Linked DNA regions of Gossypium hirsutum: region 1 is linked to region 2. The links are chromatin contacts, called in public Hi-C maps. All regions are on one chromosome and are shown on one strand. Each heading gives the region's core, a stretch centred on a gene start, on an enhancer-like site or on the middle of the called end of the contact. The rest is flanking DNA. Distances are from core to core; before and after follow the strand shown. Region 1 holds the start of LOC107933445 (calcium-binding protein CBP). Region 2 holds the start of LOC107934030 (thioredoxin reductase NTRC).

Region 1 (6,728 bases), core at 2,247-4,746, 450 kb before region 2:
TTAGTATTCTATGTCTATACATTGTTTTGTCATGCCATTGTAGAGGGTTAATCATCTTTTGAATATAAACTATTTTGTGAGAGTTTCTCTCTAGTTCTTTATCGAACTTTCAAACTTATCAAAACTTAATAGTTTTGTGGGATTCAACCCTATCAATCACTCCGCTTCTTATCCCATTCCGGAGTGTGGCGACACCAATTATTCTTATACCAAGGTTTAGGTAATTTGCTAAGTTTAAGCGAGTCAGTTCTTTATAGCTTCGGTTCCTTAAATCTTTCAAGTGCCTCAGGTTAAGGTCTCCATTTTGTTCCTAATCAAGACGGTCCTTAACAAAACATGAATTTTCCAACTATTGAATATTAGTCTTGTTGGCATATTTTCAAGGTTCTATTCTGGTTCGAGAAATCACATCACATACAATATAACATACATGCATTTCACGTAATTAATTGTATTTATTTCTTTAGCATACAATACATCATCTATTAATACGTCAATTCACAACTAATTAACATCCAATATACATGCGTGCAAGCAACTCATTAATATACATGTATGCAAGCAACTCATTCTTTCACATCACTATGCATACACAACATACTCACTCACAATGTTCATACACAACCACGAATTCAGACAACACAGAACAGGCACAGACACATATCATTCAAGCAATTCAATGTCATCAATCACCCAAAGATGAAGCATAGAAACTCACCTAAATTTCTTTATCCTCGTTAGCTTAGCTTTTCCAAATTCCAGAGCTTCTTTCGTCTTGGAAGCTAAGCATGACAACCATATATCGGTTAAATCAAAGGTATTCAAACTTTAAAACCTAGAACCTAGTTTACACAAACTTATTATGAGCCTTTACCTTTCTTTCTCTAATTCGTAAGCACAGAAAGATAAGAAAGCTTATCAATTTCTCAATTTCTCTACTTTCAGACTTCAATCCTCATGATTATTGCTCCATACAAAGCTCTCCTAAATTCACCTCTTCTTCGGAACAACCGAAGAAGACGATACAGATAAGAGGAAATTGTAAACAGAATTTGATAGGAATTCCTTTTGCAAGAACATCTTGTCTCTCCCAAATATATATAACTCCTCTTCAAGATCTCCCAACCTTTAATAGCCTATCACCGTAATCATTGTGTCTCCCACTTACGGAACTAGTCTGTTCCATCCTAACCAAACCAAAATTGAAACCCAACTAATTACTCATCAGCTACTAAATTTTCTAAATTTCTCAGTAGGGACTCTGCCAACTCATTATTTAATTTAATTCACTCACAATTCTTTTATCTTCAAGTCCTTATGGAAAACCGGGCATCTCTCTAAGTATGAGAATTCTCATGGGAAATTCTCTAAGGCACTGAAATAAAGAAAAAGCAACTCGAAAAGATGAAAGGACTTGAATTTGAATAGAAACGCCGCAATAAAAGAAAAACACACCAAGTGTTTGAGTAAATGCTCTCAAAAGTATTCTTTAACTCAAGAATGGAATGAATACAAATGAAGGGAGGCTTTATATTTATAGTTAAGCTCATCTAGATTCAATGGTAGAGACCGAATTACATCAATGGTTAAGGTTAGTTCTCATCTACAATAAGAGAGAGAGAGAGAGAGAGGGAAGGAGAGAGGGAGAGAGAGAAAGAGAGGAATTTTTATTTTTTTCCCTAAAATCTCACAAGTGGTTCGTTAATAAGAAAGGGATAGGGGATTTGGTTAAAGATTGATGAATATGATGATAGTTAAAGTACAAAATTATATTTTGGTAAAATTGGTTTTCAATATATTTGTTTATAATTTTAAATAAAATTATTTAAATTGATTGAAAATAAAAAATTTAGGATTAAATTTATTCTAACACAAAAAAAAATTTCACGTCATATCTTGATCATAAAGTAACACCAATTAATAGAATTAGATGGAAAATGATAAATATGACTAATTGAACAATGATTTTAAAATTTTTATAATTAAAGAATATCATATTGTAAGCATGAAAAATGTTCGATCTCAAATAATTTTATTCTATCCTATTAAAATAAACAAATAAATAAAATTATATGAGCTCTAATATAGGGCCATATACCGATGTTGAAATTTATTTAAGCATTAGGTCGGTTTTAAAATTATTTAGGGAAGAAGGCCAATTTTGAAGGGAAGCACATCCAGTTGGACAAGCTTTCCATACATGTGTCAAGAAAGCTTGCGAGTTTGACGCTCTTTCCCTTTAAGTTGCAATTTTTTACTTTTTTAATATAATTAATTTCTTTGGTCAAATGGTTTAAAATTAGTGGTTTTGTCCTTAAGTCCCAAGTTCAATTCCTCTCCTACAAATGTTTATATTTTTTTATTTCATGTTGTTTTAAGCTTCTTCTTTTTTTTTAATGAATATTTTTAACATATTAGCTTCTTTAGTTAAATAGTTAAAGAATAATGATTTCATTCTTGAGACCCATGTTTTATTCCCCTTTTCTAAACACATTTGTAATTTTATTTCATACCATTTCAAGTTTTTTTAATTAATAAATATATTACTTTCAATTTTTTATTTTAATTCATCTTTTTAATTAATAACTCTTTTATTCATAAAATTAAATGATTATTGCAAATATAATTATTTTTAGTAAATTAGTAAATATTTTGTATGTGTATTTAAAATATTTCACATATAAACATAATGATTTTTCAAATAATTAATTGAAATATTTCACATATAAAAATGTTTGAAATATCATACTCATAATGTAGATTAAAAAACAACTATATTTGTAATATTTAACATATAAAAATAATTATTATATTTGAAATAATTATTTCATTTTATAATTTTTGAAATCACCATACCCACAATAGACGTAGAGAAAATAAATATTTGACAAAGAAATATGATATATAAAGAAAAATATATCAAACAAATTAGTTTATGTTTATATTATATATAAAGGAGTTATTAATTTCAAATATTTTTAACATAATGATATATGTAAAGTATATGTTTTTATTATATAATTACATATTTATTATTTTATTTTATGAATAAAAGAGTTTTTAATTAAAATATAAAAACTGAAAACAATATATTTATTAATTAATAAAAATTGAAACAATATGAAATAAAAATTACAAATGTGCTTAAAAAGGGAGAATTGAAATTGGATCTTAAGGATGAAATAATAAGTATTTAATCATCTAACTAAGGAAGCTAAAAAAAAACTTAAAACAACATGAAATAAAATGAAATATGAATGGAAAAAGAATCGAACCTAGAATTAAAAGACAAAACCACTAATATTTAAGTATTCAATCAAAGAAATAATTAAATTAAACAAATTAAAATTTACAACTTAAAAGTGAAAACGTGTCCAACTAGACCAACTTTTTTTATATATGTATGAAAAACTCGTCCAACTAAACTAATTTTCCCTAAAAATCGACCTAATAATTTTAAAACCGAGTTAAAGGGATAAATAAATTTCAAAAGGCCTATTAGCTAACCCAATATTCTCAACGAAAAAAGTTACATCCACTTGCAGTTTTCTTTTGCCAGTAATCCACTTGCAGTTCATACATACGCGGGAACAGGTAATAATTCTTTTCTTTTTAATTAGAAAAACGAAAAGTCTAAACTTATCAATTAAGTCAAAGAATGGCAATCCCGCAATATTATACAAAATTCAACCTACTTTGACAAACTATAGCTTTATAAATATCAATTATCAAAGAAACTAAAGACAGAACGAAGCAAAAAGCTCATTTCTGTTCGGAAATAATTCTAAACATGTCCGGTGGATACCCTCAACACCCTCCCGGCTACGGTTACGGTTCCCCACCAGCTCAGCCTTACACAGCCGCTCCATACACAGCTGGAGCACCGCCGCCACCTCAACCGTACGGTACTCCATACGCCGCTGCACCATACGGCGCACCTTCTGCTCCCTACTCTGCCCCTCCAGGCGAGAAACCACCAAAGGACAAGCACCAAGCGCATGGCGTCGGTGGTGCTCCTCCAGTTCACAGCGGAAGCTATCCTCCCGCAGGAGGCTATGCGAGCCCGTTCGCATCTCTGTTGCCGTCGGCATTTCCACCGGGGACAGATCCTAACGTCGTTGCCTGCTTTCAAATGGCTGATCAAGATGGAAGTGGGTTTATTGATGATAAAGAGTTGCAAAGGGCGCTTTCTTCGTATAACCAAAGCTTCAGTTTGAGAACTGTTCGTTTGCTCATGTATCTCTTCACTAATACTAACACCAGAAAGATCGGTCAGTTCCCTTTTCCTTCTACTTTTATTGTAACTCTTTCGATGCTTTTCGGCCCCAATTGCAATTGAATTATTAGGTCAATTGATTTTGAAAAAAAAAGCGAACATTTGTAATACTGTAGCGTAATGACTTAAACAACCTTCTCATGTACTTGGCTAATGGTATATGGGTATTTTGGTCCATTTCAAGGGAGATGGGAAGATATTTTCCAAAATATCCACTCCTTGTCCATTTCCGCACACTGAAAAGATGACGTAACTTGTTGTCGGGGTTTTATTAATTAGTTAATTCATTTTTGTTTCTGTTCATAAAAATAATTTTCTTAATTACGGCTTCCGGTATGAATATTTTGATATTGACATTATTGAATCGCCTTACTGACTCGTACTAATGCTGAGTCAAATACTGTCTATGAACTTTCGACACACAAATTAAAATAAAATAAGAAAATTGTATAAATACTTTATTTTCTTAAAAAAACTTGTCAATCATCCCTTTCAAAAAAAAAAACTTGTTAATCATGTTTCATATCATCACGCAGTCTTTTAACGGCAATCACTTAACTTCTCTTTGAACCCCCCCCCAAAAAAAAAAAACCTAAAGACACTTCTCATATATATATATGTAATTTTTAATATATTATTTCGTTGGGTATAAGTGATTGATTTACTTCACATGCATTATTTTTTTTCAATTTGACAATGTTTGTTTGATTTCTGCGGTGGGCATGATTAGGACTGATACCTCTCGGTTCGGTTCGATTTTAAAATATAAAATTCTAGTTTTTAAAAAAATTGAATTGACTCACTAATGAATTTCATCAGTTTTAATTGGTTAAATTCATTATTTTTTAAAAAAAATTAAAATAATCGTATAATAATTTGAAGTTATTTTTAGTAATTTAAATATAATATATTTATATTGTATTATTATAATTTTATTTTTCAGCTGCCCTACATTATAAAGAATTTTAAATTAAATAAATATAAAATTCGGTTGTGTTTTGAAGAATTAAGATCTTTTTAACTTGTTAATTGAAAATAATCGAATCCGAACCGAATATTTAAGTTTGAATTGGTTTTCTTGATTTTCTTGCTTAGTACAATAAATTTTATAAATGAACATATCAGTAATTTTTATCAACATTTTAACTAGTCTTTCATAAAATTTCTGAATACAGGTCCGAAGGAGTTCACTTCAGTGTTCTATAGTCTTCAGAATTGGAGGGTAATTTCCATCAGAACCGTAGTATTTTTAAATGAAAGAACAGTATTCATCATTGCATTTGTGGGTTTAATCAGTTAAAAAAATGGGTTTGGTGCAGGCCATCTTTGAGAGATTCGATAGGGACAGGAGTGGCAAAATAGATGCCAATGAACTGAGAGAAGCACTTTTGAGTCTCGGATTTTCAGTCTCTCCTGTTGTTTTGGATTTGCTTGTCTCAAAGTTTGATAAAACTGGAGGCAAAAACAAGGCCATTGAATATGACAACTTCATCGAGTACGACCACTATTTATCACCTTAATTGATTTAGTCATATCATAAAAACTTGAGCAATTTATATCTATCATAATAACTATTCTTTCTTTCTTTTTTAAATGCAGGTGCTGCCTTACAGTTAAAGTGAGCTCTCTTTTTCTACTCATCTCCTCATTTAACTTGATGGGTGGCTCAATTTCTAATCAGTGTTTGGTTCTTCGTTTCTTTGTGTAGGGACTAACTGAGAAATTCAAGGAGAAGGATGCCATGTACAGTGGTAATGCGACTTTTACATACGAAGCTTTTATGCTTACCGTTCTGCCATTCCTAATTGCATGAATTAATAGATTATGAAGGCAAAACGGTATTGTCGTTGATTATGGGTTTGCGTTTATGGAGTAAATTCCTTTAGGTATTTTAACTCTTTGTTTTTCTTGCTATTGAAGGTTTTTTTTTTAATATTATTAAAGGGTTTGATTTGAATTTCTTGTATAAGCACTATTTTGAAGTTGATTCCAATCGCCATGTTTATGCGGTTTTCATGCTTTGCTGTTCCATGTTCCATGGAGCCATGTTATGTGAGTTTTGAAATTTTTTCAAATTGAATAAATGCCATGTGCAAGGCCAATGCATATTGATATGTTCATGTGCAAGGCCAATGCATATTGATATGTTTTACTTCTTTGCTTTTATTTAATGCCATCAATCAATCAATGACTTGACTATTAAGTTTTGTAATGTGATGTCAACAATTGAAAATATTCAGTTTTCAACAATCCAATCCATTATTAGCTAATAATCATAAACCATGATTTTATTTTTAATTTTATAATAAAATAAATTTTAATTTTTAGTCAAATTTGTTAAGTGTTATAAACTCAAAATTAAAATTTCCAAATGGCATGCTATTTTACAAAAGTTTAAGCAGATCAGTTTTTTTAAATTCAAAATATTGCATTTTCTTAACAATATCTTAGG
Region 2 (6,240 bases), core at 2,206-4,705:
TATTATGAATAATTCCAAAACACAAGTGTTTGCATTGTCAGATTAATATATTCTCAAAAGGCTCATGTGAACATGCCCTGAATTCTGGCACGCAAATCTCAAGGTTTTGGGAAGATGAAATATTTGCTGACTGGTCACAAACCAACATGAACAAAGGAAGATTACCTGCACGTCTCCTGCTGCAAATACACCTTCCACAGAAGTTTTAGCAGTACCCTCCTCTACTAGCACATATCCAGAGCTATCAAGTTCGACTTGACCTTGCAACAGCTGGCTATTTGGTGAATGTCCAATACCGTAAAACAAGCCCTTTGCCTCGAGCACAGATTCCTCTCCAGTATCAATTCTTCTGGTTAATATGCCTGACATTTGACCTTTTGTATTGCTAACAACATCCACAGCCTCTGTATTGAAGTGCAAGGTGATATTTGGATTGTTGTAAACTCTGAAACATTCGTGATAATTAACCTGTTAAAAAAACATTCAGGGAGTTGAAAACTCAACATACATACGAACTGCTCATTAGTACACAATGCACCACAATCAAGGTAGCAATTCGAACCACCATGAGAAATTTCAGCTAGCACTAAGAGCTTACTGCATTTAAATAAAAGAACAAAAGGAGACGTAAAAATCAGACAGTCACCACAACATAGCCCAGCTTCTGAAAGGGACACTGGAAAACCAACCTTAAACTCTTAAGTCTCGCTCCCAAACAAGGACCACAGAGCACAAAAATGAAATGGAATGGAATAAAACAAGGCCCACAAACAATCAGGAACCTTTACAGTAAGCATGTCAATTGTCAACATTTTGAACATCCTCTAACACACACACACACACACACATATATATATATATAACTTCTGCAAGAAAATCAGTAACATATGGGTTTTCTGATAGTCATGAATCCAAAACTTTTGATAAGACATCTCACAAGCAAGAAGAACATTACATACACCTCTAAGCAATTTGAAAAAACCAATCATTAAATTAAGATGTAAAATATTGGCCATAAAATTTTAAACAAAAATAGCAGTTGGTAAAACTCACCTATCTTGCATTGCCTTTGATGCTCTTAGTTGGTCCCTACGAACAAGCAAGTGAACATGACGAGCATATTTTGTTAAATATATTGCTTCCTCAGTAGCTGTATCACCTCCTCCAACCACAGCAAGTACTTGACCTTTAAATAATGGTGATGCTCCATCACAAATTGCGCAAGCACTAATTCCCCTGCTCCAAAATTCATCTTCACGAGGTAACCTTAGCCTTTTTGCTGTAGCTCCAGTAGCAAAAATAACACTATGACACTTAACCTGAAATAGAAATGTAAGGAACAATATGAATAAAGAAAAAGTGCCATAAAAAGCAAGGAGTAACGAACATTGGACATAATGTTGTGATTCAAGTCATAGTTCTATCACCATGCTAATAATTCAATCAAATGAACATAAAAACAAAAGTAGCCAACGGAAATTCACATCACCTCACGTTCACTACTCTGTATTGTAAAAGGATTACTTCTAACATCAATGTGTTCCACATCTTCTTGGAACAATTCAGCTCCCCAACGTTCAGCTTGTCGTCGCATCCTAGTCAAAACACGATCAGGACTCCAATTATATAACTCTAGCTGAAACAGTAGTTGTCAATAAAATTAGCAAAGAAAGAAATAGACTTTCATCTTTCTTTTAAATACCTATCCATCAAATCTGGACCAGTTATTCTATCAGGAAAACCAGGGAAGTTCTCAACTTCAGTGGTAGTCATCAACTGGCCACCAGGTACACCGCCAACTTGATATCCCTCGAACACTACAGGCTTCAAATTCGCACGAGCTGCATATATTGCTGCTGTATATCCAGCAGGACCTGAGCCTATGATCACCACATTCTCAACCAATTTACCTGCAAGAAGAAACACAGAAGCATTACTCATGCTCTCAATGTAACTTGGCTATAAACATGAAGGAAAACATAACTCTGGACCTGCCTATAACCTAGCTCAAATAGAAGTTAATATGACATGAGTAAATGTTGTATGATATACATAGATATTAATATTATGAGATTAGGAAGTAATTTTGCAATTAATATAATGCCAATAGTTGATAACATGGATGCCATTTCACAAATTATACTTGTGGTAAACTTAAAACTCTATTTGATTATTAGTGTCATCAATTGCTTTTCGCTTTCTTAGGCCCTGGATGGTCTGTTTGCTTTTATTTATTTATATTTCGTTTTCATTTCTTTTTTTTTTCAGGTGGCGAACCTTGCTATTTGATTTTGGGGCCGATTAAAACATTTAGTATATATTTACAATACAGAGTGGTTTATATATACGAACTAAATATTCATAAAAATATATTCCAAAATTTTTGCGTTGTTTTTTCTTTTTTCCTTATTGCACTTTTCATTAAAAAAATCTTAAAGCAAAAAGCAAAGACATCAACCATAAAAATTCAACTTATTTTATATACAATAAGTAAATGGTACACATCCAAATATACATATTTTTCCCCATAGAGTTAAATATCACGTATTTTGCCACTCACAAAATTAATGTTTTAATTTTAAATATATATATTATTTCCATTTATCCAAACACTTGATTGTTTTACGGAAAGTAAAATAAAATAAAAGCAACAACCAACATAAATAGAAAAGATTCTATTTATCAATTACTGCATGCGTCACTCAGCATATTTCAGTTTCAGTCAGTATTCACATTGCTGCAAAAAGGAAAGAAAACTATTATCATATATGAAAATTAAATGATAAATATTTATTTTAGTACAACCATCAACGGTTTTGATGAATGAAAATCACATAGAATGCCACATGCTCCTTAACAATTTATTTGAAAAGAAGAAGAAAAACCGCAATGTTTTTCATGCTAGCTTGAAATGGGATTAATTTAAAAAGAAAAACTTGGCAATACAATTATTCTAACTAAATATATACATAAATAAAGCTGGCAGTGAGTCACCATTTGAATACAGAAGGAAAAAAAAAAGGGAAGTAAGTGAGAGAGACCTGAAGCAGCGGGGGTTTCGACGGAGGCCTTGGGGCGGAGAGAGAGGGGGCGATGGCGCGTGGGAGGAGAGTGGAAACGGAGTGCGCGTGGAGGGGAAGAGTAGAAGAAGAAGAAAGGGTAGGAGAGAGTGGACATAGGAAGACGGTGGTAGGTAGAAGGAGTGGAAGGGAGTGGGATACTGATTCGTATGTTGGGAGAAACAGCCATTGGATTTCAGACCATACAAAAATAATTGTAAGAAAAAGAAACCAAACCCAAAACCAATCCAGTTTTGTCTTAAGAAGAGGAGTTCCAGGTTATCTATCTCTAGCCTCATGCCTTCCAGATAAGGACCCTACTTTTTTTTCCTTTTCATTTTCTTCTTTTTTCCCGTACTATTTATCACTATTTATATTTTATTCTTCCTGTTTTGCATTTCCCTTGCGTACTTCACAAAAAATAAAATAAAATAAACCTCTAAATTTCTCTGCAATTTTTTTATCTACTTTTAAACTCGGGTTAATTAGCAAAAACGCTGATTTTAAGTTTTAATTATCTATTAGGTCGTTTTTCTTTAAATTGTGAAATATTTTAATTTTGGAGTGAAAAATAGAAAACAAGTCCATCGATAACTTTTTGTAACAGTCAAAAAAATTTAAAGGCTAATTTTTAGTGGTTTTTTTTTCAAACAACTAGAAATTTTTTTCTATATTTGCTATATATTCAATTCTCACAATCCTATTCATTTATTCACTCAATTCTCTCAACTATTTTATTCTCAATTTTTCATTCAATTTCTCTCAAATTCTTGTCATCTTAATGTAGACACTCAATTTTGCCCGGGCCCAGAAATAAGTTCAAAAAAAAAGTTCAAGTTCAGTACAAAATTACAAACATATAATTTGGCCCAATCAAAATGGCCTATTACTTGAAAAGATTTAAGGTCCATCTATAAGCTTGACTCATACGGAAATATAATCTTTAAGGATATATAATCTTAGATATGATATGCAATCTTAGATATGATACAATCTTAGATATGATATGCAATCTTAGATATGATATGCAATCTTGAAGATATGATCTTGTAATCTTAGAGATTTAATTTGTAGATATCCTTTAATCTTAACCGTTGATGTAATTGATCTGTACCGTTGGATTTAGGGAGACTCAACTATAAATAGAGGTCTCTCCCTTCATTGTAAATCACTTGAGTTTTGGAAAATAATAAGAATTCTTTAGAGCATTCACTCAAATTTCTCTCCCTCTTGCGTTCTTACTCTCTGTGGTTTGTTCTTATTTTATTCTTCGTCTATCTTAGTTTTTCAACCCTTTTTTTATTTTAATTTCTTCATTTTTCAAATATGTATATTTATTCCTATCTTTTATACATTTGATTATGTATTTTATATATTATAATATTTAACATTTTATATAGTTTTTTTTCAAATATATATTTTCTATGCATGTATATATATTATATTATCATTTTATGTATTTTGAACTATTGCATTATATTTTTATAATTTGTAAATGTTCTATTTATTCATTTTTTTAGTGTATGTCATTTATCTTATTTGAGCATAGTTTCATTTTTTTATATACTATGTTTAATTATTTCTTTTATGTGCTATTTTATGATATATATTGTTGTATAATTTTTGCATGTATTATGTTTTTCTTTTAGTTTACTCATGTTTCTATTTGTTTATTATCTTATATTTACCCTAGTATAATTTTTTTCATTAAACGTATGTTCATGTTATTTAGTTTTGTCTTAATGATATTATTTATGTTTGTATGGAAATGTTAGAATATTTTGTACATCTATGCTTCATGATTCATTAATATGTCATCCTAAAACGTCATTTAAAATAATATTCCAAGGTTTTTTTTAAAAATAATAAAAGGCAATGCTTGATGTTTGGAAACTTCGAGAAGGGTAGTGCCCTAACTTACTGGGTTGCGATTTTTCTCGTTGAATTCGAATAGTCAAGCACCCTTCTAAGTGATTTTGAGTTTTCAAAACTTAAACAATTATTTCGAGATTTCAAAACATAGTGTCCTAACTTACTGGATATGGCGTTTTGTTGTTTCGAGATAGAAATTTTCGAAAGACGAGCTTAGTTTCGAAGGTTTAAAATGTTGCGTCCTAACTTACTGGATGTGATGTTTTGACTCGTTTGAAATAAGTAAGCCTTAGTTTTCAAAATTGAGACATTCTAATTAAAAGAGGTTTGCATCTTAAAACTTTCAAATTTTCGACATTAAAGACACTTGATAATCAATTAGGTACCAATTTTTGGGCATTACGAGGGTGCTAACCCTTCCTCGTACGTAACCGACTCCCGAATCTGTTTTCTCGACTTTTCTAGACCAAAATTAATGTTTTAAAACAAAACATTTTATAAGGTGGTCCAATCACACCTAAAAAGATTGGTGGGGACTCTCGTTTTCGTTTTTCTTAAAGTCGATTCCCATTTTCCAAAACTCGATTTAAAAATGATTTAAAAATGGTTTCGACAGCTTGGCGACTCCATTGGGGACTAATAAGAGAGTCAAGCCGTATAATTGATTACCTTTTGTCTTAATGTCGAAAATTTGAAAAATTTTAAAATTCAATCCTCTTTGCATTACATGTGTTTGTATTATTGCATATGTTATATATTCTGATACGCATTGCATTTGCATGACCGTTGTCGTCACAACCTTAAGTGGGAGTGAGAAACTACGCCTTCGTGAGGTTTTCGCCTCCGTGCAGGATAGTGGATCACTTTCGGGATACATCCGTACTTATGGTTTCGTGTGATTTTCATCTCCGTGTAGCCATAGGGAAATGTATTCCCCTGAACTGAACTCGATTCAAATGAGCCTATAATGGGTGAGAATCGAGGAATCTGCTGGTTCAGGTACCTCAACTTTAGAACTAAAACCTCATTTAGAAAAACCGTAAGAGCTCAACTTAGTTAGAATTATACTTTAGATATTACCCTCACATATCATTCTTGAGTTTATTAATATTATGTGATACTGACTGTTTCCTATTTTCATTGCATGTCATTTCGCATTAAAAAGGTATCGATTCACGGTCAGTTTCTAAGTTAGAAAGTTTTATTATGGAGAACGGACTTCTTAATAGAGTGGAGGGCAACGCTAACGTCCATAGATGGTCAGAGCAAACTCAGCTAGGAAAAGGGGATAACATAACTGTGGGATATA

Evidence for each region. A called contact is a pair of places that touch in the nucleus more often than the background predicts.
Region 1: a contact with region 2 is called in a Hi-C map of leaf, with 6 times the contacts expected there. The contact joins the promoter of LOC107933445 here to the promoter of LOC107934030 in region 2. A contact is called at or near these places in 3 of 34 Hi-C or Micro-C datasets (hypocotyl and leaf).

Annotation. Positions count from the first base shown.
Region 1 is chrA02:74,667,885-74,674,612 of Gossypium_hirsutum_v2.1, reverse strand. It overlaps LOC107933445 (calcium-binding protein CBP), which reads left to right and starts at 3,496. Exons shown (of 5, transcript XM_016865656.2): 1 at 3,496-4,271; 2 at 5,452-5,498; 3 at 5,596-5,771; 4 at 5,876-5,894; 5 at 5,985-6,428. The coding sequence starts at 3,791. The coding sequence ends at 6,089.
Region 2 is chrA02:74,217,419-74,223,658 of Gossypium_hirsutum_v2.1, reverse strand. It overlaps LOC107934030 (thioredoxin reductase NTRC), which reads right to left and starts at 3,455. Exons shown (of 10, transcript XM_016866364.2): 1 at 3,042-3,455; 2 at 1,703-1,910; 3 at 1,490-1,595; 4 at 1,054-1,319; 5 at 166-445. The coding sequence starts at 3,249.